Linked DNA regions of Zea mays: region 2 is linked to region 1. Evidence: chromatin contacts called from public Hi-C data. All regions are on one chromosome and are shown on one strand. The core of a region is the stretch at or near the end of the contact, and the rest is flanking DNA. Distances in the headings are between cores, read along the strand shown.

The links. Hi-C and Micro-C count contacts between places; a contact is called where the count stands out from the background.
Region 2: a contact with region 1 is called in a Hi-C map of leaf, with 4 times the contacts expected there. The contact joins the enhancer-like site here to the promoter of LOC100284909 in region 1. A contact is called at or near these places in 2 of 25 Hi-C or Micro-C datasets (ear and leaf).

The regions. Positions count from the first base shown.
Region 1 is chr7:38,165,982-38,170,557 of Zm-B73-REFERENCE-NAM-5.0, forward strand. It overlaps LOC100284909, which reads right to left and starts at 1,322. Exons shown (of 2, transcript NM_001157804.2): 1 at 646-1,322. The coding sequence starts at 1,147.
Region 2 is chr7:38,356,718-38,361,304 of Zm-B73-REFERENCE-NAM-5.0, forward strand. No RefSeq gene overlaps it. Among protein-coding and RNA genes, the nearest start is that of LOC100284909, 190 kb to the left of the region's middle. Within about 2 kb of position 2,039, at least 17 of the 20 cell types and tissues checked have an H3K27ac peak or open chromatin away from gene starts, as enhancers often do. A contact at or near this core is called in ear and leaf, where this site is marked.

The sequences.
Region 1 (4,576 bases), core at 72-2,571:
CCATTGCCAAGGGAACAAGGCACCTACGTCTATGTGCTAAACACTTTAGTGCTTTAAACAGAAGTAGCTTGAAAGTGTTTTTTTTTCATGTTTTCATCTGACAATCAGATGGTTACAGCCACACATATTGTAATGAGAAATTGACTGCAGTTGTTGAACTGCAATGTCCAGGGTGTTTCCAATTTCAGAAAGAGACGTGAAATAGCTGCCCCTTTCAATGTGTTCAGCGGCTCAGAAATTTTCGTAGCTAGGTGTTGCTTTCAATGTGTTCAACGGCTCAGATATTTTCTTAGGTTAAAATTCATTCTTACTTTTGTAGAAACAATTGAAGAAACAGTGACATATGATGCCAGACAACTAGAGAAATACAGCCAGATTTCCTGCTGCAAATGTTTCATTGTTGGGAACATTGATGATCACAAGTTTGCTTATGAATTGAAGATAATTCACCCAGATGGAGATGCAGACAATTGCAGCTTATTCGGAAATACTGAATGAAATGCACATAATTTCACGACGAGCATCATTCACATCATAATTCCCTTTCCTCCAACTCCAACATTACTGGAGTCGCACGAACATAATAAGAAAATAAAACGAGAAATAAGCGGGGGAAGGGGAGCAAAAAAGGGATCGGCTGTGTACCTCCAAGGGAGATGTAGGGTATGCGGTGGGCGCGGCCGATGTAGACGGCATCGGAGAGGACCCCGAAGAGCGGCTTGGCGACGAGCGGGAGGCTCCCAGCGTTCTGCAGGAGTTGCAGGCCGGCGGGGCTGAGCCCCATGCCGCGCGTGAGGTGGAAGTTGAGTGCCAGCCACGGGAAGCAGCGGAACCCCTGCACCCAGTACCCGACCCCGCACACCCACCACACCCGGCGCATCTCCCGCAGCGCCCCGCGCCGTTTGGCCGCGGGCGTGAGATGCACGGGCGTGGGCGCGGGTGGCGTGAGTGTCGGCGCGGCCGATAAGTCCAGGAACTGGGCCAGCCCGCGCTTCTGCCGCCGTTCCTCCGGTGTCGTCGGCATCCGGAGGCATAGCGTGACGCCGATGCAGCGCGCGTTCCTGCACGTGGCGGCGGCGGGTCGTGCGGTCGGGCTGCGGGGGAGGTGGAGGTGAAGGTGCGGTGCGCACAGCGAGAGGCAGAGCATGGTGCCGGCGTCTCCCGTCGTCCGCGCGGCGGCGGGCGGGTAGAGGGGGCAGGAATGCGGAGGCGACTTGAGCGGAGCGGGATGGTGTGTGCGGGCTTGTGGTGGGGAGGTTAAGGTGGTCCGGCGGGGCTTCGGGGAGGGAGATACGGAGAGACTTCTGGAAGACGAGAACGGCCGCGCGCAGCTTCGGGGGTTTTTTTTTCTTCTTTTTTTTCTGTCTTTTGGTGCCCAACTGCCCATGCCTTGTGGGCTCTGGACTGTAGTGGCCTGGTGGGGACGCTGGGACGCACCCCGCCTCTCGTGAAGCATTCTTGGCCTCCGATGCCGATTGTTTCATTTCCACAGGATGTTTGAACGGGGTGTGTTTATACTAGGAGTACATTCTTAGTATCTTGATGTGTTTCTGATTCAAAGAAGTAAAAAGATAAACTAAAAACCTTCTATCTGCCCCCTGCTTTTCGCATCCTAGCTGCTTTTCATTGTTCAACTTAGGCGTTGGCTCGTTTTTTAGCCAATCAACAAACAAACTCTAGGGCTGGCGTCACACGATGCAGGGGGCGTTAGAGTCCTCTCTGTGTGAGTGTGGACTGTTCGCGACTGCGTAGAGAGTTTCGGTCTTCTGCGCATAGACCGTTCACGTATGAGCGACGGAAAGTACGCGAGGCGCGCAGAGGGCTTCTTGGATCTTTTGCACCTGAATCTCGCTATCCGGAAGGGATCCATTAGGGAGAAAATATCATAGGGTTGTCCTGTGGTCGGCAGGTCACCCAAAACATATCTAAACGACGTAAAGTCGAGGAGATGTGAAGACTGCAGATGAGAAAGACTAATCTAATTAGGTGGTGCCTCAATCGGTCGTACCTCTTTATATTTATAGGGGAGGTCTGGACCCGTTCCTAGGTGCATCCCAACCGATTCCCACGCGATGAGTTGAATAAGCACGCGCGAGGAAAAGGACTCTCGCCCGAATTAATCTAATCGCGGACCGTCTGGGGCTAGCTCGTCTAGCCGTGCCAAATGTCAAATATGGTGCTCAACACATGCCTCCTACCTTTTGGATAAGCTTAAGCGAACCAAAAGCACCTAGTACAAGTTGTAAACAACTCGATGTGAATCTATCGGTTCTCTAAGCATCTTACCATATACTAGGATGATATCACTTTAGAAAGCGATCATTCAATGCATTGGGCAACTTATCTCCTTGCACCGTTTGTAATGTGTTACCAGAGATCACCTGTGTAACTTTATAAGGCCCTTCCCAACATGGGGACCATTTGCCAAACTTCCAGTCCATCCATACTCCTTAATGGCAAGATTGTCTTTTAAACTAGATCTCCAACCTAAAAAGTCTTAGCCTTTACCTTATTGTTGTAAGCCTTGGCAACTATGATCTTGTCTTTCTCAATCTCCTTTAGAGCCATCAACCTCTTGTCGATCACCAAATCAATACTATCCATCATTAGATCATGGTAGTCACCAACATCTTGATCATTTAGACTAGTAAACCTGATAGCATGCAGGCTAATCTCTATAGTTAAAATAGCTTTCTGTCCATACATGTCGTGGTTTCGGAAGCCAAGGGACAATAAGATTTGTGTTCGGCAGGGGTGCAAGTTTAGACGAAATGGTCTTGGCCTTTGTTTGAATGGCCTAAAATCAGGTTTGATGTGTAACTGATGCTCAACTAGCTCTCGGCATAAGCCTGTCATCTCATTATAACTCCAAGAAAAATAATCAGAATACTCTAATAATAATTCGATCATTTTATTCCTAGAATTGGATTTTAGGTTTTTGTTTACAAAAGACGGCCTTGGAGTGTTACCATCTCCTATGTCAACTTCCTCCAAAGGATCAGCCGAAGTAAACCCTTGTCCTAACTTGTAAATCCCTAAATTTCTCTATTGTATACACACTAGAGGAGAATGTTACCCTCCGTGGGGTCGCGGATCGTTTGGTCGTAAAGATCGGACCGTCCGGAAGGGAGACTACGAATTGCAGTCCTCTATACGGAACTTTGGGCCGTCCGTCCATAGGGGCGGACCATCTGGAAGGGCGGCTGTGATTTGCAAAACTCTATGTGGGACTTCAGACCATCCGGCCATAGGGACTGGACCGTCTGCACTACCAGTTGTGACATCTTTTTCTTCTGTTGTACTACATTGTATTTCATTTATGGTTTAGCTGATTTTCCATCAGCTCTAATACAACAGTGGTGAACTCTCCATTATGCACACTAATGAATTGATAATCAGAGAAGTCAACCCCACTCAAACACTTAGCAGACTCATAGGTCCATAGTACGGGAGCATCGACCATAGCAATGCAAGCTGATGCATCTACTTGTATAGTTTCAACTTCATCACCTATCCATTGTCTTAACATCTGTTGTAAAGTAGAAGGCACACATTGATTGGCGTGTATCCAATCTCTGCCTAATATAACACTATAATTTCCTTCTACTTTGGTGACGAAGGAAGCAGTGGCCAAGGTCTTAGTCCTAATGGTTAGTTCAATGGATGTGATGCCCTTGACCTCGATCAAACTAATGGTACAGACTCCACTAAGAGTCATGTTTGTCCTAATCAACTCATTGTCTTGCTTGCCCAACTTCTGGTACAAGGAATAAGGCATTAGGTTACAGTCGCACCGACGTCAATCATCATGCGTGAAATCGGTGTCCCATCTATGTGGCTGTGCAAGAAGAGCGGTTTTAGATGGTTGACTGGTTCCTTAGGCTTTGAGAAGATCGCATCCTGATGACCTAACTCAAACTAAGCCATCACAGGTTTTTCATCGCCGATAATATCATAATCAGCTGAAAATGTAATAATATTAACTTCCATACATGGGGGTTCAGGGGATGCCTCAATCCATCATATCCTCATCATTTATGTCATCAAGTTCACCAAATGGGCTTGATGGACATGTAGTAGAATCCCCCTCTACACATATGTTATAGTCCCTGTTGTGTGCCCTCTTGTCGAGTCTGGACGGTTCGACCACAGTAGCTAGACTATCCATGATGGGTTCGAACGATCAGGCCATAGGTGCCAGACAGTTCACAAGTTGTGCAGGAGCCTGTACCACAAGTGTCTTGTCTATTATGGCAACTTGTGCCTTGGCTTCGGCAACCTTTGGCCTCCATTTTTTCTATGGGTTCTCTAGATGTGTCTCGTTGAATACCCACTCAACTTTCCTTTTCTTAGTTTTCTTTTGCTCTTAAGCGATGAAGCTTGGGCATTTGAGATCGTGAAAGATCCGATGGACACCATCGGGTAGGGCTAGACGAAATGCTAATGGCTCGTTGGCTCGCTCGGTTCATGGTCAGCTCGGCTCAGCTGGGATCGGCTCGTTTGAATTTTTTCACGAGCTGAGCTAACATCCTAGCTCGGTTCGTTAACGAGCCAACTCAATTCGTTAACGAGCCAG
Region 2 (4,587 bases), core at 789-3,288, 190 kb after region 1:
ACTTTTGCACCCGACCATGTTGTGCTAGCCAAGCACAATGCCACACTTCCGAGGTGTGATTGCATAAGGACGCTACGATACCTTTACAAAGTCCCATTAGCATGAGAAAACCTGCTATAGTTTTAGGTAGTAGGGACAAATCCCTCATCGGAAAAGCTATCATAGATAGATCAACCTGAGAACCTCCTTATAGTTGCGCAACTTCTTCCCACTTGCCTTGTCACACCAGGATTTAAGGACCAAACCCGGGCGCAAATGAAATGTGTGCTAGGATCAAGTCTCACACATATGATGACTCATGGTACAGAAATGAATGTCACAACTTTACTATATAATAGGAGTTCTATACAAAATAGCTAAATAATTACATCATACGAAGACAACGGTCCTCCGCAACCATAGTGGGTTGGGAGACGATAGCCTAGATCTCTCACGAACTCATCGCGGCCTCCTTCATGCTCCTTATCTTGTGGTACCTGCTATTGACCTTGGGGATGTGAGTACAACAATGGTGAGCTCACATACGTTCATCGCTCAACAAGTTGTGGGGAATAATGTGCATGAGCTCACGTATGGTGGGGGTCATGTGAAGTGTAAGGCTTACCAAGAAAGATGGTTAAAGCTGAGGATTGCTTTTAAAGTTGGTCAAAGTTTTATTAGCAATTACTAGGTATAAGTAGATACCAACCCAAATAAATAATATATCATAATTTAATAATAAATCCCACAATGCAATGCAAATGACATATTAAGTTTAATTCCATAAGTTACTCATGTGAGGGTCCGAGCTGCTCATGATCGTGAGCACGACTGATATACCAGTTTTACACTCTATAGAGGTTGCACATCTTTACCCACAAGACATGTTTCCCGATTAGCCAGGGTTAGCTAGACCCTTAGACACTTTCAAGGTGAATGGCTAGAGATCCACTGCGCTGCCTTTACAAAGTTCCACTAGAGGAGAGAACCCGCTAGGGATTTGTAAACCCCAAATTGGGATTCTTAACACTTGAGTCATTCAAGAGATAATAATAGTGAATTTTGTGAATATGTGTTTTATGAATGGGTCATTTTTCTTTGATTAAAACAAATACTAAATGAAATATGTAAAGTATAGCATCATGCCGAATTTGGTTTTGTGTTGTGGCATCTAAATTTGAATTTGAGATTGGAACTTGGTTGAATGGACATTTGAAAAGTAAAATGGAATAAAAAAGAAAGAAATAAAGAAACCAGCTCTTGGGCTAGTTTTCCTCTCAGCTAGCCCAACTACCTCAGCCCTCAGCTCACCTAACCACATCCGCGCTATCCAGACAAGCGGGTCAGCGCTGACAGGTGGGCCTGACTTGTCTGTCCCTCTCGCGCATGCTCTGGCTCTTCCCTTAGTCCCCTGCCTGCTGGGCCCATGCGTCAGTCGTTGTATCTCTAGCCCTCACTGAGTCATGGACCCAAGTCCACTCCGCTCTGTTCCGAAGTGGGCGCTGGCCGGCGTACCCGCCATGCTGCAAAGCACGCAGGATCCAGCTAGCCATGCAACCGCCTCCTCGCGGCTATTTGTGCGTGATCGCCTCGGCTACGCCCACTTCACCTGAGTTTTTCCACTGGTGAGCATTGCCGTGCGAAAACCCCTAAGTGCCGTGAGGAGTGGGAGGGAGCCGCCACACCATTCTTGGATTGTGTGCTAGTTCAGCGCCTAGGTTGGGGTCGAGATCCTCATCGCGGGATCGCGCTTTTGGTGATAGCAACCAGGAAGACCGGGGGCCACCGTGGTGCCCGTAATTTCTCGTCGTCGCTCGGACTTGACCGCAGATCCGTACGGTGCGTGGGTAGCTATCCCCCATTGCCTAATCTCGAGTGAGTCATCCCCCACCCATTTTATTTAGTCTTGTGATCATGTACAGGCGTTTAGGATGAGTATCGGTGCGGCGTTGCACCTAGGTGGGTATCCAGCGTGTGTCCACCGCTCAGTCTCCGTGCGCTGCCGTGGGTCATGGCTGGAGGATGACGATGGTCGTGCCACCGTCGATCGTAAAATAGACGGTTCAAATTAAGTCTACCTATTGGATGCTGTAGGGTGAGTCTGAGCCATCGATTGCGGGCTGTGTGGCTGTGATCACGCGCTGAAGTATAATGAGGATGATCTAATCTAGACTGCCGGTGTAGATCGAATGGCTGAGAGCATGCAATACCCTTTCACTGCAGTAGGTTTCTAAAAGAGGCCCTAAAACCTTTATAAATTAAACCGCGGGCTAGGATAGTGTTAAAATCATTACATAGAGGTCCTGGATTTTGCAGAATAAACCCTAGCGAATTCATAAATGATACCCGCAGTCCATAGCTGTTGATTTGAGTAAATAAAAATCTAGGAAAATGGTTTCTAGTATAGAAATAATTCCGCAATCCTGTTTAATTCATAAGTAACTCAATTTAACTCTTTTTTGATCCATTCCAGTTGCATTAAAATCATATTAATATTGTTCATCATCTAGTAACCTTATTTCATTATGAAACATATGGTTAAAATCAAGCACTTAATTTGTTTTATGTCTAACACATAAAGCTTCAGAAAATCATGACTCTTTAACCGTAACTCCGATTTTAATGGTTCTCGAACATACGAACTCGTAGCAACATGTAGATCATTATTACGCGGTTTGTGCTCATGTTTCTTGGGATGTTAATTTCTCATACCATGTTTGTTTGTATTGTTGCGAGTAGACGAGCAAGTGACAGAGGACTCTGGTACCCAACAGGTGGAAACTAATTAGCAGGAGCTCGTTGAAGGCAAGTTGTGCCCTTGACCACTCTTTTCTTTACCCAATAATGTTCTCTATAATCACGTTGGCATGTGTAGGCTTAATTTTGATGGGACCCAATAGGTCACCCTAGTTTGCTTTACTTATGCCTTGTTCACCACTAAACTTTTGGGTAGCCTCTACTATTGCTCTATGTCGTTTTGGGTGTTAAGATAAATATGATTCATGATCATGATTTATTATTGTGATTCTATTCTTTAATGTTCATGATAAGATTATGGTGTTAATAGGAACATAGAGCTTAACTTGAGATAACAGTGCTACCACAAGGGTGGAATGGGATACCCTTGGCCAAGTAATTAGGAAATCTAGGGAGAGACTACCTTACCTGAAAGGGGCAAGCGGGGAGACGTCACTGCAGAGTATAGGAAGGTTCTCGGGTTGGACTGCCTATTTAGCTTTCTGGACGAGGGATTCCTATGCTTCCTTCTTCCTGAATTCGTAGCGGGTTTTCTCGAACTAGTGGAACTTTAGAAAGGCCTCATAGTGCTACCCTACCTTGTCTCCTCGATAGATATGAATGGGATTTCTAGACCTCTTGGCAAATGGGTAACATGGTTTGTGGGTAAAGATGTGCAACCTCTATAGAGTGTAAAATGGTATATCAGTTGTGCTCACGGTTAAGAGAGACTCAGGACTCTCGCATCATTAACTTATGGAATTAAACTTAATTTGTCATATGCGCTGCACTGTGGGCTTTATTACTAATTTTGATCTCTTATTACTTTGGGTTGGTATATACTTAAATTTAGTAATTGCTAATAATTTGACCAACTTATTAAAAGCAATGCTTAGTTTTAACCATTATTTGTTGATCAGCCTTACACCTCACATGAGTCCCCACTGTATGTGAGCTCATGCACTTTATTCCCCATACTTGTTGAGCGGTGAACTTTAGTGAGCTCACCCTTGCGATAACCCCCCACAGGTGAAGAGCAGGTGGCCTAGGAGGAGGACTACTTTGAGGAGTTCGACGAGGTCTAGGTGGCGTCTCCAAGTTAGCTTAATGGCGCTAAGGAAATAAAGTTTGTGATATTTATCTCTATACACTTGGTCATTATATGTGTTGTTCTTCTTTGGCGCACACATGAGACGCGCCCGGGTTTCCCCTTAAATCCGAGTGTGAAAGAAGTGGTATCAGAGGAATGTTTACTGTAGGACAAAACCTAGATAGAACTGGACAAAACCCTTACCTTCTTACCTTTACTCAGATTCTTTCTATACTTGTCTTGATCCTGTCTCACCTTTTGGTTGTTCTACTCTAACTACTCGTATCTCTTATTCTCCAGATAGAAAAAAAGGATTTCACACCTTGGGATCCTATATTTATGAATCCCTAAAGAGATAGGAGACCTAAGACAAAAAATATTTTTCTTTTATTGATATTTAAGTGTTTGGATGTTTGTTCTGATGATAATTGCTTGATTTGCTTCTTTGATTTAGTAAATAGTATAGTAGCGCATCCTAGCATGTACCACCATAGGTTACTGTATTAGTATTAAGTAGGTGATACTCTAATTTACTGAGCTATTATGACCTAAAGATCATGACCTAAAAATAGGGCGTCTCGTAATTATTCATCTTATCTACAAATCTATCTAACCATGTGTTTCTAACCTAGATGGTCAATACCAAGAAGGGAGGCGGTATCGATCTAACTGCTCGTATTCGTCGAAGCAGGGTAGTTGTCAATCCACAACCGGAGATGAATCCTCCTCCGAATCATCCGCCTGCTGGGACAGATGTCGTGGTTGCTGCTCAGATGCAACTA